Linked DNA regions of Anas platyrhynchos: region 2 is linked to region 1. Evidence: chromatin contacts called from public Hi-C data. All regions are on one chromosome and are shown on one strand. Each heading gives the region's core, a stretch centred on a gene start, on an enhancer-like site or on the middle of the called end of the contact. The rest is flanking DNA. Distances are from core to core; before and after follow the strand shown.

Region 1 (6,293 bases), core at 2,162-4,661:
TTAAGGTTACAGCTCTAAGAATCTTTTTTTTTTTCTTTTTCCTGGAACGATCTCAGCTTGCTTGAAGGGCGAGTCCTTGGATGCCATATTTATGTCAGAGCCATCTGGCTGACATGTTCATTGAATTAACATGCAAAAGTAGTAACATGTTCTTATCCCAAAGTTTTACTTCTGATATAAGGTCAATTTAAAGCCAAGTTCAGGTTTTCTAGGAATCCAAAACATGCTTATGTAATGGTCACAGTTGGCAATACTATTGAAATGTGCTGTTCTATGGATGCAGCAGCCTTCCTTGTATTTGTTTAACTTACAAGTAAAAATTACATATCGAAAAGGCCTTACTTTGAGGCATTTTAGTGTTAAATCCCAGATTCTGTTTTTTTTTTTTTTTTTTTTTTTTTTTTTTTTTTCTGTTAATTATTCATTCTGGCAAAAATAAAATCATCCAGGTCACAAGAGACAGAAATGGTTTGAGCCCAACCCCCCCCCCCCCCCCCCCCCGTTTTTTAAAAGCTTGTATAAACAGCTTGCTTCCCTCATTTTTTGATTTTTGTAATTCATCTTTTACTTGATCTACAAGGTGGACAAGTTACAGAACTGTACTGTGGATCATCTTGTTGTTTGATAACAGTAATTTTATTTGCAATTTATAGGGAAGATAAAGAATATACAAGAATATACACCAACAAGTCCTCCACTAAATACAAGAATATACATCAACTTGCATATATCCAAGTGCTGTAGCAGGTCGCCAACCATTTCCTCATGGATAGTGAGGGCCACATTCTGCTCCCCATCCCCTTCCACTAGTTCAGGGTATTGGGTGTCCAGAGAGCAACTGGTTTTGCCGCTAAAGTCTGAGGCAAAGAAGGCATTAAGCACCTCCACCTTTTCTTCATCTTTTGTAACTAAGTCCCTCCCCGCATCCAGTAAAGGCGGGACATTCTCCTTAGTCCTCCATTTTGCATTAATGTATTGGTAAAACCATTTTTTGTTGTATTTGACGGCAGTCGCCAGATTGAGCTCCAGATGAGCTCTGGCCTTTCTAATTTAGTCCCTGCACTGCCTCGCAACATCCTTATAGTCCTCCTGAGTGGCCCGCCCTCTTTTTCAAAGACTGTAAACTCTTTTTCCTCCTAAGCTCAAGCCACAATTCTCTGTTCAGCCAAGCCTGTCTTCTTCCCTGCCGACTCGTCTTTGGGCACATGGGGACAGACCGCTCCTGCGCCATTAAGTTTTTCTTCCTGAAGAGCGCTCAACCTTCCTGGCCTCCTCTGCCCTTCACAACCTCCTCCCAAGGGACTCTACCAATCAGTGTCCTGAACAGTTCAAAGTTGGCCATCCAATACAGTCCAATACATCCAATACAGTCCAATACAGCGGTTTTACTGGTCCCCTTCCTGGCTTCTCCAAGAATGGAGAACTCTACCATTTCATGGTCACTCTGCCCAAGACAGTTTCCAACCACCACATCTCCCACCAGTCCTTCTCTGTTTGTGAAGAGAAGGTCTAGCGGGGCACCTCCTCTGGTAGGCTCACTAACCAGCTGCGTCAGGAAGCGATCTTCCACTTTCTCCAGAAACTTCCTAGACTGCTTTCTCTGGGCTGTGTTGTGCTTCCAGGATATATCTGGGAAGTTGAAGTCCCCCACGAGAACAAGCACTGATGATTTCGCAACTTTTGTCAGCTGCCTGTAGAACTCCTCATCAGTCTCCTCATCCTGGTTTGGTGGTCTGTAACAGACCCCCACCAGGATGCTTCCCTTGTTGGCCTTCCTGCTGATCCTAACCCATAGGGACTCAACCTTATCATTCCCAGCCTCAAGTTCTGCGACATCAAAACTCTCTCTGATATAGAGAGCCATACCACCACCCCTTCCATGCTGCCTGTCCCTTCTGAAGAGCATATAGCCAGAGATTTCAGCACTCCAGTCATGAGAGTGGTCCCACCACGTTTCCACGATGGCAACCAAGTCATAGCCTGCCTGCTGCACGATGGCTTCCAGCTCCTCCCGTTTGTTACCCATGCTGCGTGCATTAGTGTAGATGCACTTCAGCTGGGCCATTGCCTTCTCTCCCAGCCTTGCCATTGTTACCCCTGGCACAGCTCCAACAACCCTCGTTTCAGCCCCATCCCCCTTCTCACCTAGTTTAAAGCCCTCTCAATGAGCCCCGCCAGCTCCTGGCCCAGGATCCATTTTCCCCTTAGAGATAGGGACCCGTCTGCGGCCATCAGGCCAGGTGCCGAGTAAAGTGTCCCATGGTCAAAAAAAAACAAATTTCTGTGTTGGCACCAGCCTCTGAGACACGTGTTTATCAGGTGGGCTTTCTGTGTCCTCTCTGTACCCCTCCCTGCCACCGTAGGGATGGACAAAAACACCACCTGTACTCCCGCTCCATCCACTAACTGTCCCAGTCCCCTAAAGTCCCATTTGCTGGTCTTCAGGCTTCTCTCTTCAATGTCATCACTGCCAGCCTGGACTATTAAAAGAGGATAACAGTCGGAGGGGAGAACCAGGTTGGGAGGCTTTCTGGCAATGTCCCTGACCCTGGCCCCAGGGAGGCAGCAGACTTCCCTACGGGTAGGGTCAGGCCAACAAATAGGGCCCTCTGTTCCCCTGAGAAGGGAATCGCCCATAACAATCACTCTTCTTTCTGTCCTGGTGGAGGCAGTCCTGAGGTGGAGTTGACTTCCTCGCCCTAGCCATCCTCCTGGGTAGACTTTCTACCTCTTCCTCAGCTACTGGTCTCTCAAGCTCCAGGGCCTCAAACCTGTTGTGTAAGGGCACCTGGGAAGGTGGTGCCAGTAGGGTGGGGCATCGCCTGCGATGTCTAGCAGGGACCTGTCTCCATTCCTCCTCAACTCCTAGGTCCCCTGCCTCTGCCCGACAGCAACAGGGCAGGGGGTCCAGCCCCATTTGGGGTGTCTCACCCCGGTGCCTGTCCTTCAGGCTGTGCAGGGAGTTGCTCCACAAGTCTGTCTCCTGCTCACACTCCCTGATATCCCTCAACCTCTCGACCTCCTTGAGTTCTGCCACGAGGCAGCCCAGGTCATCCACCTGTTGGCCCCTCACGCACACAGTCCCTCTGCCCCCTGCAGGTGGTAGCAACAGGCTCAGGCACTCCCTGCACCTGGAAACCTGAACTGCCACAGATTTGAGCAGGCAGTCAGTCTGGGTGTGTACAGACTTCTTGGAGAGCGCGCTGTGCCTGGTGTACACCACTGCAGCTGAGCTAGCAGTAGACCGCCGTTAGAGGAGGTGTTCGTATGGGCGGGGGAGCGCGCTCTGCCCTCCCTGCTCGCCCTGCCTGCAGGAACTGCCGCGCCTCACCCTTCTGCCGCGCCACGCCCTGTTTGCCCGTCCTAGTCACCGTGCTCCCTAGGGGCAGTTTATGAACGGCCGGGGCGGGGCGCTGCTGGCTCCGCCTCCGCCTCGTTGTCGCCACGTTCCCTTCCCTCGCGAGGGCTGCCGGGTTCTGGCGGCTCCCTCGAGTGGGCTCGGTGCCAGAAAAATGAGCCCTGCCTGCCCGATCGGCAGAATGCGTCTGCCCCGGAGCCGATTGCCTCGGCAAGTGGCCTCTTTTGGGAAGAAAAAAAATATTTTTGTCCTCTGTACTGGCCTTAGAAGCAGAAATTATTAGGAGGTTAAACAGTGCAGCCCAAAGAAGCACTATTTGTTTTCTGACTTTTATGTGTGCTTAGGTATGTCCAGCCATTCTGAGGTGAACCAGGGCATTGCTCCTGTGTACTTTGAATTATTCGTGGACTGAGGAAGAGTGGAGCTTGCCTTCTGGTTCTCTTGCAGATTTATTATTATTATTATTTTTTAAAATGTCAAATTTTAATCTTTCAGCGAACACTAACACTGTGGTTATGTCCAGCATTTAAGGTTGTCAGGTGCTACGAAAGTTCACAGATACTAAAATTAATTCACACAATATCCACCTGCCTGTAACAGCTATCTGATGGGAGCAAAAGAATGGAGTAAATAGCAATACAGTAGTGTGTTTAGGGAAACTGATAAAGCTACACACTTCATGATCAGTTTGTTTTCAATACAGGTGACAAAAATCTCATAGGAAGAACTGAAAAAATAGATTTTTGAGCTGTTGATTCCTAATAGCTATATTTGTGCATCCAAATAATGATGTGGTATTGCAGATGACTGCAGATGCCCTAGTCCTCTATAAAATGGAAAACAAGTTTCACCAACACCTATAGAATACAAAAAATGAGAAAAGAGTTGTAAAATGGCCTGCACAGGTTTACACTGTATAGGAACCTCAAATGATAAAATACCTTCTGACTTGCATATTGGCTATTTGCCACACATGTTGCTCTTATCTTCAGTGGCAATCAAACATGAATCTCCTAGTAAGGTTTTTTTGGGACAGAAATATTAACCACATTATTCACCACTGCTCCATCAGTTCTTGTCCTTAAATACAGAAATCTGTCTTGAGATCTAAGTCTGTGTTCTAAATGTTCTGCTAACTGTACTTCAACTTCAAAACAAATGATTATTACTATGTGTGAATCAATTTCATAACTAGAATGTCCTGAAAGTGCAAATGTGGGCATTTTAGGAAGGCATTTGTCCTCATGGCAGTAAGCAAAGTATGCATATAGAGACTTAACTGAATCAGAAGGTAAGAAAATCTCAGATACTTTGTCAGTTAAAAAAAAAAAAAGACAAAAAAAAAAGGCCTTAAGTGCTTGCAGCTCTGTTTTTGCATATTTTTTATGATTTGTTTCCCAGAAAACTGTTATGATAGTTTGTGGTCAGTCTTGTGGGAGGTTATGGCTTGTATCTTAGGAGTAGTAAGTGATTGTCAGGCATCTTGCCACTGTCATAATGAAGCAAATTTACAACAGCAGTTCCTGCAAAATTCAAAGCTGTTAAATACAGTCAGGTCCATATGTTACTCCTTATGTTATTTAGATAAAATCTGGTAAACTCAGCAGCAGCAGGCCTATGAGACTGTTGATGACAGTACACATCCCAGAGTCTTTAAGGCTGTGGACTTGGCTTTTTGTTCCTAGCTGCAGCTGAATAAGATGATTCATTTTGTGTACATGACATGTTCAGTTATTAGGAGTATGAATGTAGAATTTCTTTAATTCTACCAAATTTAGTTCAACAAATCAAGCTGTGATATACTTGCCAGGGCAAATAACTCTGATGCCCAGCCAGTTGCGAGATCAGTCTTTACGTTAGAAACATTTCCTTTAAGGAACTTTGGACTTCAGGAGCTACTTTATGGGTTTACATCTACCAGAAAATAGAAATCAAATGGCTTGTGTCTTTTTTTTTTGGAGAAAGTTAATGCTGACATCTAGTGGTGTTTTTTTTTTTTTTTTTTTTTTTTTTTTTTTTTTTTTTTTGTTTTGTTTTTGTTTTTTTTTTCTTTTTTCTTTTTGCATGTACAAAAACAGAGATTTAGTGGATTGATCAATAAATGTGACAAGTAACCTGATTCTTTGATGCTGTCTTTTCAAAATAATCTACTAAAATATGAGATTGTTATAAAAAACCTTACTGTGGAAAAAACATCAGTACTAATGTTAATGCTATGCTTTTCAAAGGGTATTACTGTCTTGCATAGAAAGGATAAAATAAATTAGCGTTTTCCCTGTCTTTCTTGGAGTTAAAGTACCTGAAATATATTTCCCATATTATCTGTTATTAGCTTTATTTGTTATAACACAAGTGCAGAAGTATTTTTAAAATATTCTGGATAAATTATTTTTGCATTAAACTACATGTGATCTATTACTCATAATAAAGCAGTGACTAATAGTCACAGGTCTCAAAAGGTAAAGGGATTTCAATGAATGTGTTCAGTATTTTACTTCTATACTTGATCATGTAGAACCATATATCATGAAATCTGCTGTATTTGCTGCATCTGGTTTCTCCAAGTAAAAGCAGGTTTTTTTAATGCTTTCAACTGATATTTTTATGTGCGTTAACACAGGGAACACAAATCAGAAGAGATACATAGTACCTACTGTTTACAATGTTAGTAAGGAAGATCATTTGCAAAAAAGGTACTTTAGCTGTATAGTTTAGGAGTACAAATATCTAGTTTGAAACACCTTTTCTGATTCTGTATACACATTCATATATCTTCATTTTATCTACAGATATTAGGCAGATTAAAGGTGCTGAATTTGAAAAGGGATGCATTTGACTTAATTGTCTTGTTTATGAGCATGGCCATGACCCTCATTTTGCAGAGGGTTTCACAATGTGGTCAGGAACAGCCTGGCACAAAACATTCAACTTACGG
Region 2 (6,293 bases), core at 1,950-4,449, 170 kb before region 1:
TTCTGTTTAACATGGAATTTATATTGTTCTTAAATATTTACACACTACTATTTGTCTAATATGTTGTCTGTTTTTAAGCTATTAAAGTCACAACCCTGACAGGTTTAGGCTTCACTTAAAAAAAAAAAAAGTTATATGCATTTGATGATTTTATTGACCTTCCTTAAAAAAGTCATATTAATTTTACTGGGATATAAATTTGGTAATTTGTAAATCCTTATTAAAATATTACCCCTAACATTTAAATATTAATATTCTGCCCTCACTTACCGGCCGTCCAAACTCCAGTTCTGAAAAGAATTTATACCAGGGTTCGTTTTCTAAATCTATGTCATCTGGGTTTACGTGATCGGGCTGGAGCAGTTGTGAAGGAAAAGGGAAGGAAAAGGCACACACTGAGCAAAGTGCTAGAAATGCCATGTCACTTCAAGGACACACACACAAACGCAAAACAAATACAGGGAAAACAATGGAATAAAACCAAAGAATGAAGATGGTATTTAAGACAGAAAATATTCTTGTTCAAGAATTGTCATTGACCAGCAACTTTAATACTTTTCTTTTTGTTGCAATTCTTCCAATGACTGGAAGATGTTAAGCATTTTAAGATTACTCTTAAAAGAGGCCTCTTTGACCACTTCTATAAACACAACTGCATTAAGTGCATTTAAGGCTACTAAAGATGCCTTGTTTAGAAAATGTTTTAAATGACTGTCATCTTCAGCTAGACAACATGATAACATGACATAATTCTGGCACTATTGCTTTCACTCATTCCTTTTTCTTCTCACAAAGCATGTTCATTCTGGGTCTTGCAGTCCTGAAGCAAGCACTGAGCAGAGATAGTCAGGCATGACTATATTAAAAACCTACTTCAGAGGATCAAATGGAACTAGGATATTTTAAACCCTATGGTCAAAAATATGGAACAAAAAATATGCATTCCGTAATTTTAGCCTTAGCAGCATTTTGTAATGCTTTATCTCTCATGGACTTGTTGACATAAAGCATTTTTTTTTTCCACAGTGAAATGTTTTTTTTTTTTTTCATCTGAAAATTCTCACAGCAAAGGGATTAAGTAGGAACTGAAGACAGCATAAAGAAAGCTTTTCAATGAGCAGAAGAATAATTGACAGATTTATTCAAGTAGCATGAAAACATGACAGTGCAAAACAGTAGAGCTCCCAATGGGATGTTTAATCCACTGCAAACTTGGCTGCCTTAATTATTTTCTAAACAGCTTCAGTTCCTTTGTAAGATCTGATGTAAGCTGCCATGCAGCGCAGAATTACAGTGAACTCTTGTCTTCAGGATCTCTGAATAAAAAAAGCCTCTTGCTGAAGATAATTCTGAATTTAAAATTTAGGCCCCCACAAGTGTAATTATCAGAACTTAGACACTAATTATGGCGTGACCTAGAAAGCAATCCTCAAAGTAGGAGGCAAGGTCCTATATAAGGCATGATACTGGTGATTAAGTATATAACACTTTTTCCTCCTGAGTCAAGCTGCCACCAATATACTAGAACAATCACACACCTATTTCTATTTTCTGCAAGAGATAACACTGCGTGCTTGCCCATTTCAGGTAATTAAAAATCTTATAGCACTTTTCTTGCTGCCTTTGACGTTATTAGAATGGGCTGCCAACTTTGCTCTATTGAAAGCTCAACAGCAATTTTGAACTACCTTGGTGCTCAAATACCTATGAGCTGCTCACGCAATATCTGGAGATACTAGAGACTATACAGAGACATATTAGAGGTTATATATGATTTCAGGAATACACCCAATCTCTCCTATAGAGAGATGAAGATATGAATGCAAATACAACAGATTCAAAAATACAGAAGATACTTCATCTGAGGGATAAAGGAACTGGGGCTGTTTAGTCTAAAGGAAAGGAGGCTGAGGGGAGACCTCATATGAAAGGAGGCTGCAGCGAGGAGGATGTTGGTCTTTTTTTTCAGGTGACAAGTGACAGAATGTGAGGAAACAGCCTCAAGTTGCAGCAGGGGCGGTTTAGATCAGATATCGGGAAGAATTTATTCACAGAAAGGGTGGTTAAGCATTGGAACAGGATGCCCACGGAGGTGATGGAGTGGATGTGGTAATTATAGTGGTGGGCTTGTAGTGTTAGGTGATGGCTGGACTTGGTGATCTTAAGGGTCTTTTCCAACCTAAATTATTCTATGATTCATATTATATTTACTCAGTATCCCATTACAGGTAATGCTTGGCATAATCAGATTTTTTTTGCTTACCTTAAAAAAAATAATATATATATATAAATCCACAATTTAGATCTGGATAATCTGTGAAGACAGTATTAAGCAGCTGCTTTTCATGATTTCTCCTAAGTTACAGTATGTTGAAACATCTATAGCATGTTTTAATCTTTATATTATAACAATGAATTAATTTCCTGGGACAGAATTGTTAAAATCAACAATTGGGAGCATCTACTTTGGGATTTTACTTCATATATCAGTAATGACCTTTTGATGGGAATCTCTCTTACTTGTCTGTCTTATTGCACCATGCTTCTCATTGCAGAGGAGCCCTGGAATACACAAATTCAATTTATTTCACATAAACTGAGCCAGAAGATGCACTATGGGAGCCCAATTAATGGGCTGCAGCCACTAATGGGTGTTCACTTAATGAACTAGTTTCAAATTACTCAGATATAAATCCCTTGAAATGCAAAGCATATCATGGAGCTGTTGGCACTACAAATCCAGGCCTACTGACTGGCTGCCCATTTCCTTGGGCATCCAGCTTCAGTTTTATTAGCCTCAAGCTTGCCTGGACAGCAGCAGCCTCATGCCTACACACTGGTGGCCTGGTGTCCCTCCCTCCTTATAGGGAGTGAGAACACACCACCAGATGCACTGGGCTTCCACCCCAGTAGCCAAACAGATTAAAATGGAAATGGTAACTGGCTCCCTTTTTATCTTTAAATACTCTTGCTAGTAGTTGAATGCTAAATTAAAAAAAATAATAATAAAAAAATAAAAATCTGCTTGTAAGGAAAAAAATGCAAACAGTGTATGTTAATGCACTGTATGCACTTGAATCTCAGTATTCAAGTTCTCCTCCTGTGGTAGTGTGCCAATGCAATGAGAGCATAAGGGAGTGTGTGAAGTTAGCTCTATGCACACAAGTCCTACTTTTATTTACAGTTTGAACCGCAGAGGGCAGCAAACAAGAAGAAAGAGTGCTGAAGTTCATAACTTCACTGCTGCCTAGCAGTCCCTGGGAGGACGCTGCATTCCTTGGGCTACCACAGGCAATTGATTTCACTTGGCTTCCAGATTCAGTTTTGCTGGGGGACTGTTTTTGATTCTCTCTCCTACTAAGAGACTCATTTTAACTCTCTTATTTTGGCTTTAAAATTATGACAAGTTTTTTTGACTTTACGATTTTGGCTTGGTCTTACAAAGTATCTCCCAAACTGCTTGAACAGAGGATAAAAGCATTAGGAAGGTAAATTCCCTTTTATGACAAAGAGAGTAACTTTCCCATACTTTGTCCTTAAGCTAGCTTTTAGTAGCATTTTCATTGCTTGCTTTAAATTTACCATTTAAAGACCAATAAGTATCTTCATTTCACCACATGCATCAAATGATCAACACAGCACTGTATCAGCATACTCGAGTACAGAATACTGAGGTTAATTAAAAATTATATCTACAGGCTGGCATACAGCTTTGCCTGTGCTTCATTTTATATACATAGGTAGGCATTCACAGGGAATAATCAAATGTGTGAGTTTAAAATGGTGGGTTAAGTAGCTCTTATGATAGAGTCTGCACAGTCAAATTTACATTTAGCATTTGCAAATTCAAACACCACATCAAAGTCTCTTTGGAACAATGGACTGAGACATTTGTCACTAATTTGGCTTTGACTATTTATTGGTTCCATAGAGCTTCTTCTTTTTCTTCTATTTTCAAAAAGCTGCTGTGGCTCCAAGTCCACTATCAGATTGACTTAATCTCTCCATATCTTTATCAGAAGACATATTTTGTAATACTATAACATACCTAAATGGGGAATATGTAATTCATTTTAAAAACACAATTAAAAAAAATTACTTTAGTTCACAGAAAGCGTTACTGGAGATCAGGTACTGAGTAGCATATTCTGATAACCAAACCAGGCTGTAATGTCAAATGTGACCAAACTTGTCACCTAAAGAAAAATTCAAATTAACCACTACAGTTGAAAAATTAGAGGTGCATCAATGTGCAAGCACAGCCTATTTTTGCAATTTGACAAGAGGAATATTTTAAAATTTACTTTGATTATGAAATCCTCTTGTATATAAATTCAGTAGAAAATTTGTATACTGAACATACATATAAAAAATCTGGAATAGAAATGAACCCCAAAGTTTTATCTGACTAGCACAAACATATTTTCATGCTTTGATTAGAACACAATGAAAATAAATTCATCTATTGATTGTCCCAATTTTTCGGTCTTTCTTTACAGCAACACCAAAATTTTTCCTTACTTGCTTCACTGAATGAAGAGAGAAATGTACAAACTGTAGAATATGAAGTTGTTACTTCATATATATGAGGTTGAAACTGGTAAAGAATAAATATTTAACTTTATATTCATATGAGTAAGATTGAATTATTACACTACAATTTACTTATTTACTGGAAGTAAACATGCATTTTAGGAAACAAATCAATGGCCCTGATAATATTAGAGAAAAAACAGTACATTTTATTGAATGGAGATTAAAAGACACATAAATGGAGATTAAAAGACACATCAGAACAACTTTTGTACCACCTTACCAGTACTATATTATTAGAATAAATTGTAACGGTTTATGAGCTCATTGAAATGGGAGGAAAAGGAACTGCCTTTGCTTGGAAGACTATTCAACAGGCTAAGGTCACTTTTTTATTTTTGCAGACCACTTTGTTATGTAATTGAGTATAAATTTAAATTTTCTAAATTTCACTCCATTACTTCTAGTTACAATCTCAAAATGCCAACCATAACCCCCTCCTTTTTGTAGATGGTTAATACTCTTACAAGGTCAACTTACAGAAGAAAAAACTGATTCATGACGGAAGGCTGCAACATGATGTTACAACCTGAAATTTCACTCATCTTTTTATGTCTGTAACAAAGATAACCAACTCTTCCTAACTGATCTATTCATTTAAAATTTATTACTACCTCATTTATTTTAGGTTTATTATTTCATATGTTCTTTTGTTCTAATGAATGAGTATCTGGTGAATTACATTTCCCACTAAATGTTAATCTTACACTGAATCTCATTTTATTATATACTTCCTATTTTCTAACCTCCACATTAGTCACAACTGCTTCCAATGTAGTATTTATGTTAATAATGGGAAATCTGATCTTTCAACATCATCTGCCCTGCTTAGTGTCATATAAGATAGTTGTAAATATTGTTCCCCACTCCCCCTGTGTTTTTTTTTTTTTCCAGATTGTTTATATCAACAATGCGAAGTAGACATGGAAATGATTTGATTTCAGAAAAAAAAATAATTAAGAGTAAGTTTTGGGGCATTGGAGAACCTCTCTGACTTTTTCTTCCCTCTCCACTCCCCTCCCCCCCCCTTTTTTTTTTTTTGTAAAACTGATACAGTAATAGTTTTAAATTTGGATGTTATAAATGTCCAACATTTACAACACTAATGAACTATGTTCATTTTTATCATCCATATTTTGTACAACATCTTAATATAATCAGAACAAATTTCTTAGATATCAAAAATCAAAATGTTTTGAAATGATCAAAATGAAAGAAACTCATGCATTTACAACAAAGCTGTGAATTCGGAATTTGCCTCTGAATTTGGAGCTGATACAATGTTTTCAGGTATCAGCTTTTCCTAGACACACAGGAAAATCTTTTGGCACCTATTCTGCAGATCATCCTTTGATAAGTTGAGAGCCATACGTTCCATATCTGATTCAATGGACATGAGGAAAACAAATATATCAGTGAAACCACATCTTTTTCTTTTTGTAACATGGTCAAAAGGAAGTACATGAATACATAAAGCTAAACATCATCTTTATCAACAGCAGAAATTCCAGAACTGTGATAACTTACTCTATTTCAAATATTTTTGTATTAATTAATAGTTACAGTAACGTCAGCATAACCTCTACCATGACTCGTTTATCAGTCTTTTACTCAGAACCACACATAAACAAAGAATCTCTCAAATCTGTCTGAATAATATTTCCTCAGCTTTTTAGATTTATTCTATAGAGAGACGTTTC

What was found. A called contact is a pair of places that touch in the nucleus more often than the background predicts.
Region 2: a contact with region 1 is called in a Hi-C map of liver, with 6 times the contacts expected there. The contact joins two enhancer-like sites. A contact is called at or near these places in 4 of 8 Hi-C or Micro-C datasets (F1 follicle, liver, skeletal muscle and 1 more).

The regions. Positions count from the first base shown.
Region 1 is chr4:23,034,444-23,040,736 of IASCAAS_PekinDuck_T2T, reverse strand. No RefSeq gene overlaps it. Among named protein-coding and RNA genes, the nearest start is that of TLR3, 12 kb to the right of the region's middle. Within about 2 kb of position 3,411, at least 1 of the 8 cell types and tissues checked has an H3K27ac peak or open chromatin away from gene starts, as enhancers often do.
Region 2 is chr4:23,206,582-23,212,874 of IASCAAS_PekinDuck_T2T, reverse strand. SORBS2 (sorbin and SH3 domain containing 2) reads right to left here. Exons shown (of 28, transcript XM_072037206.1): 13 at 271-354. Among named protein-coding and RNA genes, the nearest start is that of PDLIM3, 55 kb to the left of the region's middle. Within about 2 kb of position 3,199, at least 1 of the 8 cell types and tissues checked has an H3K27ac peak or open chromatin away from gene starts, as enhancers often do.